2 separate regions of the Macaca mulatta genome follow, and region 2 is linked to region 1. The links are chromatin contacts, called in public Hi-C maps. All regions are on one chromosome and are shown on one strand. Each heading gives the region's core, a stretch centred on a gene start, on an enhancer-like site or on the middle of the called end of the contact. The rest is flanking DNA. Distances are from core to core; before and after follow the strand shown.

Region 1 (6,527 bases), core at 2,730-5,229:
AATAGACGGATAAACTGTGGTCTGTCCATACAATGGAATATTATTCAGCCATAAAAGGAATGAGGTACCGACACATTACAAAATGAAAGAACTTTGAAAACATATTAAGTGAAAGTCAGAAACAAAAGTCCATATGTTGTATTACATGAAATATCCAGAACAGGCAAACCTATAGAGATAGAACATGCAATGGTGTCTGCCAGGGGCTAGGGAGAGCGGACAGTGGGAAGAAACGTCTCAATGTGAATTTTATCTGTATGCTTTTTTTTTTCCCCCCGGGATGGAGTCTTACTCTGTCAACCAAGCTGGAGTGCAGCAGTGCAATCTCTACTCACTGCAACCTCCGCCTCCCAGGTTCAAGCAATTCTCCTGCCTCAGTCTCCCAAGTAGGGATTACAGGCGCCTGCCGCCGCACCCAGCTAACATTTTTCATATTTTTAGTGGAGACAGGGTTTCACCATGTTGGCCAGGCTGATCTTGAATGCATTTCTGCATTTTTAAAATCTCAGAAATATACATTAACAAGCATGGGGTATGTCAGTGTGGTGCCTGCCAAGCCCAGTGATGTTTTCTAGGAGCCCTACCCACTAGTTCAGGCCACTCCTGATGTCCAGCACAAGATGCCCTGTTCTGAGCCTGTGAAAGAATACAGAAGTGGGAGAAAAAAAAAAAAAAATCAAAGCTAGGATTACCTGTAGACAACACTTTAAATACTGAAAACTAACCTTGAAGCTGGCAAGGCGTTCTCAGTCCTCACTGCTCCCTAAAGTGTCACCAACTAATAACCAACAAGAGCTGCTTTAAACTCCCACTGAGTCATGAATGCAGCTAGGAGAGAAGAGGAGTAGTTCCATCTGCCTGTTCTTAAATTCCCCAGTTGTTCAACGGATTTGGTAAGAGCAGCATCAAGAGCAGGAAACTGGTGCCTATACCATCCTTTTCTCCTTCCTTGCTTCTTAAATACTGTCAATCCAGGAAACACAAGCTGGTGATTCAGTAAGAAAATGTCAAAACCCAATTGACATACCTCTACCAACTATTATAAGGCAAGATAATACAGGGACCTCAAATCCTAAGCTTTAGTTTCGGTACATATTCCCAAAGATCAGTGGAAGAAGCTTCTTTAAAAGAAAGAAAATTAAGTTAACTGGGAAATAACTTTGAAATACAGTACATGAAAAGTTTGATGCAATTTACTAGACAGTGAAGAAAACATCAATACATACACAGAATGAAACTTCTTAGTAACCGAGCTGTAGAGTAAGATCCTTAACATATCTTTTAAAAGTACTACATTTATTATGTCATCCTAGCATATAGATCCAAAATCATGTAACAAGCCAAGAATTCTACTAAAAAAGCCTCCATAATGTACTTCAACCTTACCAAATACTCAAAAACTGCGAAAATATATTTACATCTATTGCTCTACCATGTCAAAATTTTCAGTTACAACTATGAAATCAAGTCTAATTAAGCCAACAAGTGGCCTTACCTGTGATTTTTTGCCTGAAAGATCAAGATAACACATTGAAATAATTTACAAGATCATTTTAATATTCTTCTAGATTTAGTAGCAACAACAACAACAAAAAATCCTTGTAAATTATACTGTGGAGTGCATGCCCTTCAAGCTGCACCCTTGTACTCTTGATACCATTCTCTTCTCTCCCACATCCCTCACTTCTCAAAACAAGTAAACCAACAAAAGGCCAGACAAAACCAAAATACAAAAGACATTCATTCAGTATATACCGTGGCAATACAAACATTGAGCAAAATGAATACTTCCTATTCTTCAGGTCCAAAGAAGTAAAACTTTTCATCCTAATTTAAGAAGTACATGATTCTCTTCTCCCCACTCCAAAAGAGTAAATGAAAAAAAAAAAAAAAGTTAACATGGTTAATAACGGCTTTTAAAAATCTGTATTATTTTAGAAAGCATTAGTGAAAATCTGATTTTATAAAGTACTTTTCTGGAAACAGAAATTTGAACAAAAATTAAATTATTTTTAACGATGTCTGTAGATGAAGGAAGGTTAATTCTGAAACTGTTACTATTCAATTTTTAATGAACAGATTTAATATTTACCAGCATCTCTACTTAATCATGTTATTACTCAAAATGACAAAATGTGTACTTTTTAACTTCAGCTTCTTTCTTCTTCTTGGCCTTTTAAAAGACCATTTTTCAGTGTTTTACTAGTGCAGTCCATGAAGAGCAAGCGACTGAGCCTCAATACAGTACAGAACTCCCAAATAGCCACACACAATCAAGTTACTAGGAAAACAAATATTACAAGAACCAGGCATGCACTATGTAAAAACTCATCACCTGAAAAGGTTACACAGGATAAATATAATTTTGACTCAATCAAGTTACTATATTGAAAAGTGCTTCATAAAAATAATCTAGTTACAGTATTCCCACTTGATTCTTCCAGTAATTCAGTACCTGTTATGACAGTGAAGAAACCTGCTGATGCTGTGTGGCTCAGTCTAGTCAAATATTACCAGTCTACTGAAATATGACTCATTTATATAGTATTGAGAAAGAACAGTAAAGCTTCAGGAAGAGTCTAAGTCAAATAACACAGAAATCTTAAAGGACATTCCCCAAAGAGACTGTCTCCTGCTTTGGAGAACTACCCTATTTCTCGCCCAATAACGAAATAAACCAATTAAAAATAGACGCAATCTTTTATTAACTACAGAAGACATTTCTTTTAAAAAAAAATTAGAAATGTTTCTGATGAGATTACTTGCAAGGCATTAAACATAAATCAGATCTCCAAACACAAAATATAGCAGCTAAAAATAGTATATCTATTTCAAAGGCTGAGGCAGAAGCCCTCCAACTGAACAAACTAAAATTAGGTCTTTTCTGTCTCTAGATCTTTAAAATGAACCTTCAACATTTATGAGGTACACAAATCAGTGTCCACACATTCTCCCAAACTAGCTGGTCAGAGAAAACCTAATTACTAAAATCTTCAGAAATATAAACCCACTGTCCTCCAAGAGATTCATGTAATGAAATTCCTCTTCATTCTGGCTAATAACCAGACTAAAAAACAATACTACTACTAATAAAGACCTTTCTCCAATTAATTTATTCCGTAAAACTCAAATCCACCGAAAAAGACCACCATACTCTTTTTCAAGAGGCAGAGACAAGAGCCTTGTACAAAAGCTGTCAGGTGGGGCAGGCAGGTAGGGCTCTGTCTGGGAGACCAAGAATCCGGACCGGAGAGGGAGGACGTGGTCACACCGGAGGGTAGAAGAGGGGATCGAGACCTAAGGGCGGCCCCACCCACAGAGATAGCTATGAGCAGAGCTAGGAGGGCAACTCTCTAACCCTAAGCTCTGCCCAGACCCGTGTCCGGTTCCGCGCTCCCAGCCCCGCTCCTACCCTCAGCCCTGTGGAGGGTCCGAGCATCGCTACTCCGGCACCTGCTCAACCCGGGGTCGGGGAGGAGGGGAGGCTGGGGCCACTGACAGGGCCTGCGAGCCTGACCTCGCCGCCGCCGCCTCTGGCGGACTTGAGGGTCGACAGGAGCCCCGCGCCCGCCCGCTCAGCCACCCGCCCTCCAGTCAGGGCAGGGGCCTCCCGGCAAGCCGAGGCATCCGCTAGGGCCCTGAACGCCGCAGCGGCGGGAAGGTCACCGGTCGCAAGAGGCCCCGACCGGGGCAGCGACGACGTCCGAGCTACCTTTGGCCTCGCAGTCGGCGCAGTACTTGTTGTCCTCTTCCCTCAGAAGCTTGGATAGGATGAGCTGGTGCTGCTCGTTCAGCTTCTGAGCCTTTTCCCGGCAGGAGCGCGTCGCCATCTCGGCAGTGGGGCGGGGAGCCCAGGGCAGCTACGGCGGCGGCGGACGCTGGCTGGAGCCGGGCAGAGTGAACGCACCTGGCGCCGCCGGGACCGCGGGCTGGCTTAGCCCAGGAAGCGGCGGCAGCAGCGGCAGCTGAAACAGGAGGAGGGGCGGCGGTGGTAGCGCCGACGTGTCCCGCCTCCTTGCCGGGCCGGCCGGCAAACACCACCCGAGCCGGCGAGGGGAGGAGGAGGGGGAGTGGGACGCGCCGAGGCTTCCGGGTGGCGCGGAGGAAGGGACCCGGGCGCCGGGCGCGCTGCGCATGCGCCGAACGTACGCGGCCCGGCCTGCCGGATCTTTCTGCAAAAAGGCCCAAGGTGATTCCTGAAAAGTAGCTGGCACTGCCTCATGCAGGTTTTCCTCCCTTTTGAGATGTGATGGTCCGCGAGGGCCTCGAGTAAAACTCGGTAATGGAAGACCTTTTACAAGGAGGCTACTTTGACTTGCCCATTTGCCTTTGCTCTTGCTGGCACAACATTGGAAATGCAGAAATACTAGCGACTGGGTGGGGTCATTTACTCATTCGAGGTTTATTCGCCCGCAGTTTAGAAGCTGGAGACACGGATGGAATAAAAGAGGAAAAACGGTCTCTTACATTTTAAGGACGAGAAATAATCTAGTAGTGACATGTATTAAGGGATAACATTTCATTGAGTGATTACTCTGTTACGAACTATTAGCTCATTTAACCCTTTCCCCAACCTTATGATATTGTTGTCCTCATTACACAGAGGAGGAAAGTGAGGCATAGAGGAATTAAGTAACCTGCCCAGATTACAGAACTACTAGTGGGGGAGTTGAGATTCAAATCCAAAGCAGTCTGATTCCAGAGTCTGAAACACCTGGCTGTAAGCCCTTCCATAAGGGAGAAAGTGTGACCAGGAACCCAAATACTCGACGGTGATACTTTAACAAGAAGCTGTGTAAATAGTGATCATTAATGCAAGAGAAAGAGAACTAAAGAAATGAAACACTTTTCATTGGAACCCAGACCCTAATCCAGGCTCATGAGGTTTCAACTCTGGGTGAGGCAGTTTCAATGATTTGGCATGTTGTATATTATGAGGAAGTTCTAATATGGGACTTATATAAGCCCAATACACAGTCCTTGCTTGCGGTGAGGCAGATGCTAAGAAAGGCAATCAACAAGAGTCGGTCTTACGCTTTTTAGTAAGGCTAATCTCTAGCCGCTGGCCCTGCCTAAAAGTGACCCTCATTGCTACCTAGCCCTGTTCTTGGCACAGGGGCTCAAAAAAATGTTTGTGGAATTAAATTGAATGGATATGGCAATAAAGATGTTCAGTAATTAAACAAATTAGAGCTTAAACTGCATAGCTCTGACACATAGCAACTAGAGAGATATTGGTGAGTTCAAAAGAACAGAAAAAAACCTTATGTGGGAGGGAGAATTTATGAGCCTTGTCCTGAAGATATGCTTGATTTAGATGGAGACTGGGGAGGGAGACATTAAGAAAGAGCAACATGCACAAAAGCGTAAAGACCTCAAGTACCTTGGAAAACAGACTGGAACAAAAGGTACTACTTAGGACGGAGTGAAAGATAAGGCTGCATAAGTAAACTATGATTGGGTTATGGAAGACTTGGGAAGCCAGACAAAGTAATCTGGCCTTGATGCAATTCACAGTAGAAAACCTGTAGATTTTGGCCAGGCACAGTGGCTCACACCTGTAATCCCAGCACTTTGGGAAGCCAAGGTGGGTGGATCACCTGAGGTGGGGAGTTCGAGACCAGCCTGACCAACATGGAGAAACCCCATCTCTACTGATAATACAAAATTAGCCAGGTGTAGTGGCAAATGCCTGTTTAATTCCAGCTACTCAGGAGATTGAGGGAGGAGAATCGCTTGAACCCTGGAGGCAGAGGTTGCAGTGAGCCAAGATCACGTCATTGCACTCCAGCCTGGGCAACAAGAGTGAAACTCCGTCCCCCCTGCACCCCTGCCCCTGGAAAAAAAAAAAAAAAAAAAAAAAAAACCCTGTAGATTCTTCAAGTAGGATAATAGCATAATAAAAAGGATCTTTCGGGAAAGTTAGTCCTGCCATAACCAGTAAACAAACACCATTTTTTGAGTACCTGTCCTCCCTACAAAAATTCTGTGCAGCACTGTAAGGACTCAGAAAACAGAATACAGGTTTACCTCCAATAAACGACCTTCAGGATGGATTGAAGGGTCACAGTGATGTCCAATAGAAATACTTGCATGCCACACATATAACTTTAAATAATACAGTAGCCACATTTTAAAACAGAAAAAGAAACATAAAATACATTTTATGAATACATTTTATTTAACTCGATGTATCCAAAATATTTTTAAGATGTAATATAAAAAAAGGCATATTTTCCATTCTTGTTTTCATATTGTCTTCAAAATGCTGTATAACACAGCTCGTTTCATTTTTGAGTAGCTGAATTTATTTCTTAATAAAGAAATTATCAAAAAATTGAAGCTAAGAGTTGGAGACCCTGCTGGTCCATGGGGTCTCACTATGTGGGCCAGCATGGTCTTGAACTCCTAGCCTCAAGTTATCCTCCCACCTTGGCCTCCCAAAGTGCTGGGATTACAGGCACGAGCCACTGCGCCCAGCCTGGAGTAGCTGAATTTCAAATGTTCAGCAGCCGCATGTGACTAGT
Region 2 (6,527 bases), core at 1,895-4,394, 100 kb after region 1:
TCACTTGATCCCAGGAGGTGGAGGTTGCAGTGAGCAGAGACTGCGCCACTGCACTCCAGCCTGGGTGACACAGCAAGACCCCTTCTCAAAAAAAAGGATTAGACAGGGAGAAACTAGACTGTCACCATTTGCAGATGATATGAATGTCTATGCAGCAAAGTCCCCAAAATATGCAAAGTAAATTACTTAAATTAATAAGGTAATTTAGATACAAAATCATTAAGCATCAGGTTTCTATACGTAAACAATAGTCAGAAAATAATAAGATTTATTACAAAGTTATGGTTATAGTTATCAAGACAGTATCAGCACAGGAATAGACAAATAGGTCAATGGGACTGAAAAAAGAGCCAATAAATAAACGTATGCATATATGTATAAGTAAACTTGATTTATGATGGCTGAATATCATTAGGGGAAAGGTCCTATAAATACATTAATCTGGGACAAGTGTTTGACAAGAAAAAAAAGAAAAATGGGTTCCTGCCTCACACCATACACAAAAATCAATTCCTGGTAGAATAAAGGCTTAAATGTGAAAAGCAAAACTATAAATTTTTTTTTTTTTTTGAGACGGAGTCTTGCTTCGTCACCCAGACTGGAGTGCAGTGTCCGGATCTCAGCTCGCTGGAAGCTCCGTCTCCCGGGTTTACGCCATTCTCCTGCCTCAGCCTTCCGAGTAGCTGGGACTACAGGCGCCCGCCACCTCGCCCGGCTAGTTTTTTGTATTTTTTAGTAGAGACGGGGTTTCACCGTGTTAGCCAGGATGGTCTCGATCTCCTGACCTCATGATCCGCCCATCTCGGCCTCCCAAAGTGCTGGGAATACAGGCTTGAGCCACCGCGCCCGGCCAAAACTATAAATTTTTAAGAAGAAAATATAGGAGACTATGTCTATGACTTTAGAGCACAAAAGGGTTTCTTAGACAAGACCATAAGGCAGTAACAATAAACAAAAGGACCAAAACAAAATTTTACAGATAAAATTATAAACATGTTTATTAAAAGATACCTTTTATATCGAAGCTGCATGATTGTACATGCAGACCCATTATTCTATTCTGCCTAGTAGTGATAGAAACAAACCACAAATTGAGATATTTGACACCTACATAACTAAAAAAGGTTTAGCATACAAATACTTGTAAAGAATATAAATAAGAATCTGTTAAGAAAAAAGGCCAGGCGCGGTGGCTCATGCCTGTAATGCCAGCACTTTGGTAGGCCAAGGTGGGTAGATCACCTGTGGTCATGGCAAAACCCTGTCTCTACCAAAAATACAAAAAATTAGCTGGGCGTGGTGGCGGGCGCCTGTAATATCAGCTATTTGGGAGGCTGAGGCAGGAGAATCGTTTGAACTCGGGAAGCAGATGTTGCAGTGAGCTGAAATCTTGCTGTTGCACTCCAGCCTAGGCAACAAGGGCGAAACTCCGTCTCAAAAAAAAAAAAAAAAAAAAGGAAAAGAAAAGAGAAAAAGGTGTTTCACAAAATGTTGATATTTGAAAAGATGTTTTACTTCTTTAATCAGAGAAAAGCAAAATCACAATGAGGTGTCATTTCATCACCCTGTAGGCAGCCAAAAATAAAAAACTTAGACAAAATTAAGTTTTCGCAAGTTTGTGGAACAACACGAACTCTAATACACTGCTGGTAGAAGTGAAAATTGCTATAGAATTAGAAAATGCCGTTACACCTTGGCATCATGTTGTAAAATTGAAAAGACCTACACCATACTCCAGGAATTCCACTCCTTCCACTAATGCACAAGTAAGGTACACAAGAATGTGTAGCAGCCAATCCTGGTGTTTCTAGAATTACTCAAATGTCCTTTGAGAAGGGCATTGGAAAATGTATCATAGGTTCACACAGTTGAATGAATAACTACAACCTCATACATCAATGCGGATCAATCACAAAACACAGTGTTAGCTGAAAAAAAAAATCAACAATATGAAACCATTTCTACGAAGATTTAAAACACCGTTGCGCAGGTGTATCAGGAAGCAGCACATAGAGACCTCCTTGGCAATGGAGACTATTTCTTAAATTGGAGGATGAGTTCATAGATGCTGGTTGTGCTTTATAGCTTACATGTGTGCTACATACATATATATGTGTGTGTGTGTATATATGTATGGAATACTTCATAATTGTTTAAAACTAGTTAACGGGAGACGTTGAATGAACCCTACAAAATTTTAACTTTATTACCTTGAGGTTTGGATAATGTGGGACTTTCACTTTCTGTATTACTCATTTCTGGACTATTTAAAACTTATACAATTATGTAAAATGTTTGTATTTGGGGGAAATGATTGCTCAAAGGAAAACAAATTGCATAGAAATCCGGAGCCATTTATTATGAGGGCAATAATTATTGTTTTCAACTTGCATAACTTCTCCAGGTGTCACAAGTTAAAATTGTGTTTTGCATAGTCTGGGCTGCTAACTGAATCATCTTGAGAAAAATTTCCAACCACAATGGGTTTAAAAATATTGGTTTTACTGAAAGCATGAATGCTTTTTCTCTACGAACAATTCCTGGCTTCATCTAATTTACGTTATACTTATTTGCCTTTGGCTCACTTCTGCACTTTTCCCCGTTTTTAAAAGATAAACTGTAAACTGCCACAAATCCTGGACCAGGCGCGCGGATTCCTGTAAATAATGATATAAATAAATAAGTAAATCAACGACTCCCATTCCCAAAAGGCCTTCTTTTCCATTTTTCTCAGGGGCATCAAAGTGCAGTGTGCCCTGCGAGCTCCCACAGGTACGACCCGGAACGTCTGTGGTCCTGCTAGGCCACCGCGTGCCCGGCAGGAAGCGGACGTCCGGGCGGGGGTAAGGGCATTAGCGATCTTCTCGCTCTAGTCCCACCCGAGACCCCAGGCGCTGCAAGGACCTGCCCAGGCCACGGGGTGGGCATCTGGGCGGGAGAAGCTGGGCAGCGCCTGGCGCCACCGAACGTCCGGGACACACGCGGCTTCCTCCGCTGGAGGGTCCTCTCTCCGCGCCTGGGCCTTCACGACCCCTCCCGCGACCTTGGCCCCGAGGCCAGGTGCTTACTTGCCGCTCTCCACGCAGTGGCCGAGACCCGCCTAAGCAACCCGGGAAGCCTCGATAGGGTCATGGCGCCCACTCCCTGAGCCTCCGCGCAGGCGCAAAGCAGTAGGGGGAGGAGCAGGCGGCAGGATCCGGAGCGTTCCTGCGGGGGCTGGGCCTCCGTGGCTGGCTTTAGAAAAGGAGTTAGAGTCATTCCTAGGCTCTTTCGCCAAGAAAGACTCAAGCTACCTTGAACCCCGCATTAAAACGCCAAATCCTTGCTGAAATTAGAAGAGGGAATAATTACGTTCATGCCTGTCAGTCTAAGCCGAAAGGTCCCGTGGAAGATCCCTTTTATAGTTTACAAAGATTGAGCGCCTTTTACTCTCTTACGTAAAATGCTTCTTTTACCTAATTCTCCCTGTTTTGTGTTTTAAATCTTTGTTCAGTCAGCTCCTAGTTCGTCCATTCTGGCCGACTAACCAGATGATATGAAAGGCGACATTTTTGAATGAGGTGCAGAGTAAGAGAAGGCTCTCCATCCAGGCCAGGATCCAGTGCAAGGAGTTCTGCCACTTGACCCTTATATCCCAACAGCTCTAACAGTGTTGAGTGGTATGTGGCAGACCTGGATGCTTTGTGCAACTCGTGGAAATCTTTACAGAATCATAGTGAAGGCCCCCAGAATTCTGGAATTGTATCTTTTCTTTTTTTAAAAAAAGTTTCTGGCTAGCTATTGGGCCTTGGTAGTGTCTGACCATGTGACATCAAGTGGCTATGCGATCGAAGTTTCTCATCATGAACTGAGAATTATCTGGTTCTCCTAGATAAGGAGATCCTTTCACGAAAAGAAAGTGGGCCGGGCATGGTGGCTCGCTCCTGTAATCCGATCACTTTTGGAGGCCTAGGCGGGTGGATCACCTGAGGTCAGAAGTTCGAGACCAGCCTGGCCAACAAGGCAAAACCCCCGTCTCTACTAAAAATACAAAAATTAGCCGGGCGTGGTGGCGCATTCCTGTAATCCCACCTACTCGGGAGGCTGAGGTAGAAGAATCGCTTGAACCCGGAAGGCGGAGATTGCAGTGAGCAGAGAACGTGCCACTGCACGCCAGCCCTGGAGACAGAGCAAGACTCCCATCTCAAAAAAACAAAAAGAAAGAAGAGAGAAAGTGAGATACACAGAACTGGGCCAGAGTCAAAACCGAAACAGTTTTCATTTGTAGGGAGCTCACAGTCCTAAGGTCATGCTTTTGACCTTTAGCTTATAGCTACAGTTTAATGATGAATTCCTTGTGGCTAGTTGACTGAGGGAAAAACTCGAAGTTGGATAATGGCTTTGCTTAATAAACTGGCCCGGCTGGCAACGGACTGCTTTTCATATTTAGAGCCTCGCTTAACAGAGGCCCTGAAGGAACAGCAGAGGGGAAAAAAAATTATTTCCAGCATGCATAACTTAGCTTATTTATTTTTATGTTTTTACAGGCCTGCGTCACCACACCTGGCTGATTTTTCTATTTTTAGTAGAGACGGGATTTCGCCATGTTGACTAGGCTGGTTTCGAACTCCTGGCCTCAAGGGATCCACCCCTCTCAGCTTCCCAAAGTGCTGGGATTACAGTGTGAGCCACCGCGCCTGGCCAGAATTTAGTTTATCTTGTCTTGTATGCTTTGCCTAAAAAGAGATACAGCTTGAGATAAAAATTTACATCATTTCATAGGCAGTGACTGGTTTGTCAAGTGGCTAGGAACTGGGAATGTAAACGTTTTGGACTAGGTCTTTGGAAGAGGGCCTCTCAAAGTAGCCCCAGAGTATGAAAACATTTGGGTTCTATTGAATGTTAAACAACAACAACAACAAAAAAGGCTTCCATTGCAGAAAGGCTCTTAATCAGAACAAGATTATTATATTAGTTATCTATTGCTGCCTCACAAATTATCCCAAAATTTACTGGCTTAAAACAATAAACAGTTATTCTCTGACAGTTTTTGTGGATCAGGAATCTAGAAGCCAGAGTGACTGTGGTTCCGGGTCCTAAATGAGGTTGCGGCCGAACTGTTGGCTGGAGTCCCAGTCTCATATAAATGCACAACTAAGGGAGTATCTGCTTCCAAGCTCGTTCACATGATTATTGGCAAGATTTGGTTCCTTGTGGACTTTGGACTGGAAACTTTCTCAGTTATTTGTTAAGTGGGCTTCTCCAAAGGCTATCTTGCAACATGGCAGCTGGCTTTCCACAGGACAAATGAACTAAAGAGCAAGGAAGACCCCTCAAAATGGATGCTCTGACCTTCTGTAATCTCATCTCGGTAGTGACATCCCACCACTTCTACTGTATCCTATTATTAGGTCCAGCCTACTCTCAAAAGGGGATTACACAGGGGCTGCAACAGTGACCCATTCTGTGGACATCACTCAGCCTCCTTCCCCCACAACAGCTGTGGACTCAGTAACAAGGTAGCCATGGTGGCAAGAATAGAGACATACATGTACTTTTAACACCGTCTTTCTTCTGTCATGACTGCTTGGCTACTACCACTACTTACCAACTGCAGTGACCAACTTGATCCCCTGATATACTTTTATGTGGCCTGGGTGGCAGGTCTGACAATGAAATCCTACTGTTATGAAGGAGGATTTATTCTTACAGGAATAAATTTATTCTTACAGGAACAGACAATTATTCTGCATTTAGAGTGCTTTCCTTGATTTATGCTTGCTATATACTCCACCTGTGGACTTACTGAATACCTTAACACACTACTCCATGTTTAATACAATATCCTACACAACATTGCTTCTTACCGAAGAACTCATTTTCCCGTGAAAGATGTAAAGCAGGGGACTAATGCCTGCGGGATTCACAGTCTTATGTATTCCATCATCCAAAAGCAACCGATTTTATGAAATGACGGACAACCTTATTGAAGGTTGTTTTGGAACCAGGTGAGAAAATACACTTTGGGATACTGCCCTAAAGGATTTGTCATATTTTCCAAATGAATTAACGGTATTTGGTGATATCTCTTCTGTTGACAGAATAACAGAGATCAAAGAGTAGAAAAGGGTCTGACTTCTTGCTATTGCGTTTGACTCACTGATATATTTTGCTTTCCATTGTGGGAGAGGAGAGACAAGCTCCCATGGCCACTGAACATGCCTATATATTATTACTGAGTGTGCCAGACTGCAAGTCTTATCCATCTCCTGATACTAAGCAGTTTCTGTAGCTAGTCATATAGGCACCTAAGTAGGTCAAGGCAGTCACGGCATTACTACCATTTAACTGCTGCTACCTGGGGGAGAGAGACTAGCTTGTTTGTTGTTTGTTTAAAAACCACTTGATTCTTGATCCTGGATTCTTCTGTAATGCAACCCCTAATGTGCATATACGTCATCTGGCCCTCTGCATCACACTGTGGGAATTGGGCTACAGGAACTGATGCAAATATGCGAACACTCTGGCTTCTATTTTGCTGTAATAAA

The links. Hi-C and Micro-C count contacts between places; a contact is called where the count stands out from the background.
Region 2: a Hi-C map of fetal cortex germinal zone shows a contact between it and region 1, with 2.7 times the contacts expected there. The contact joins the promoter of SDHAF4 here to the promoter of SMAP1 in region 1. A contact is called at or near these places in 4 of 14 Hi-C or Micro-C datasets (CD4 T cells, cortical neurons, fetal cortex germinal zone and 1 more).

The regions. Positions count from the first base shown.
Region 1 is chr4:114,901,100-114,907,626 of T2T-MMU8v2.0, forward strand. It overlaps SMAP1 (small ArfGAP 1), which reads right to left and starts at 3,980. Exons shown (of 9, transcript XM_077999773.1): 1 at 3,713-3,980. The coding sequence starts at 3,830. It also overlaps the pseudogene LOC106997989.
Region 2 is chr4:115,002,135-115,008,661 of T2T-MMU8v2.0, forward strand. It overlaps SDHAF4 (succinate dehydrogenase complex assembly factor 4), which reads right to left and starts at 3,145. Exons shown (of 3, transcript NM_001194396.1): 1 at 3,069-3,145. The coding sequence starts at 3,132.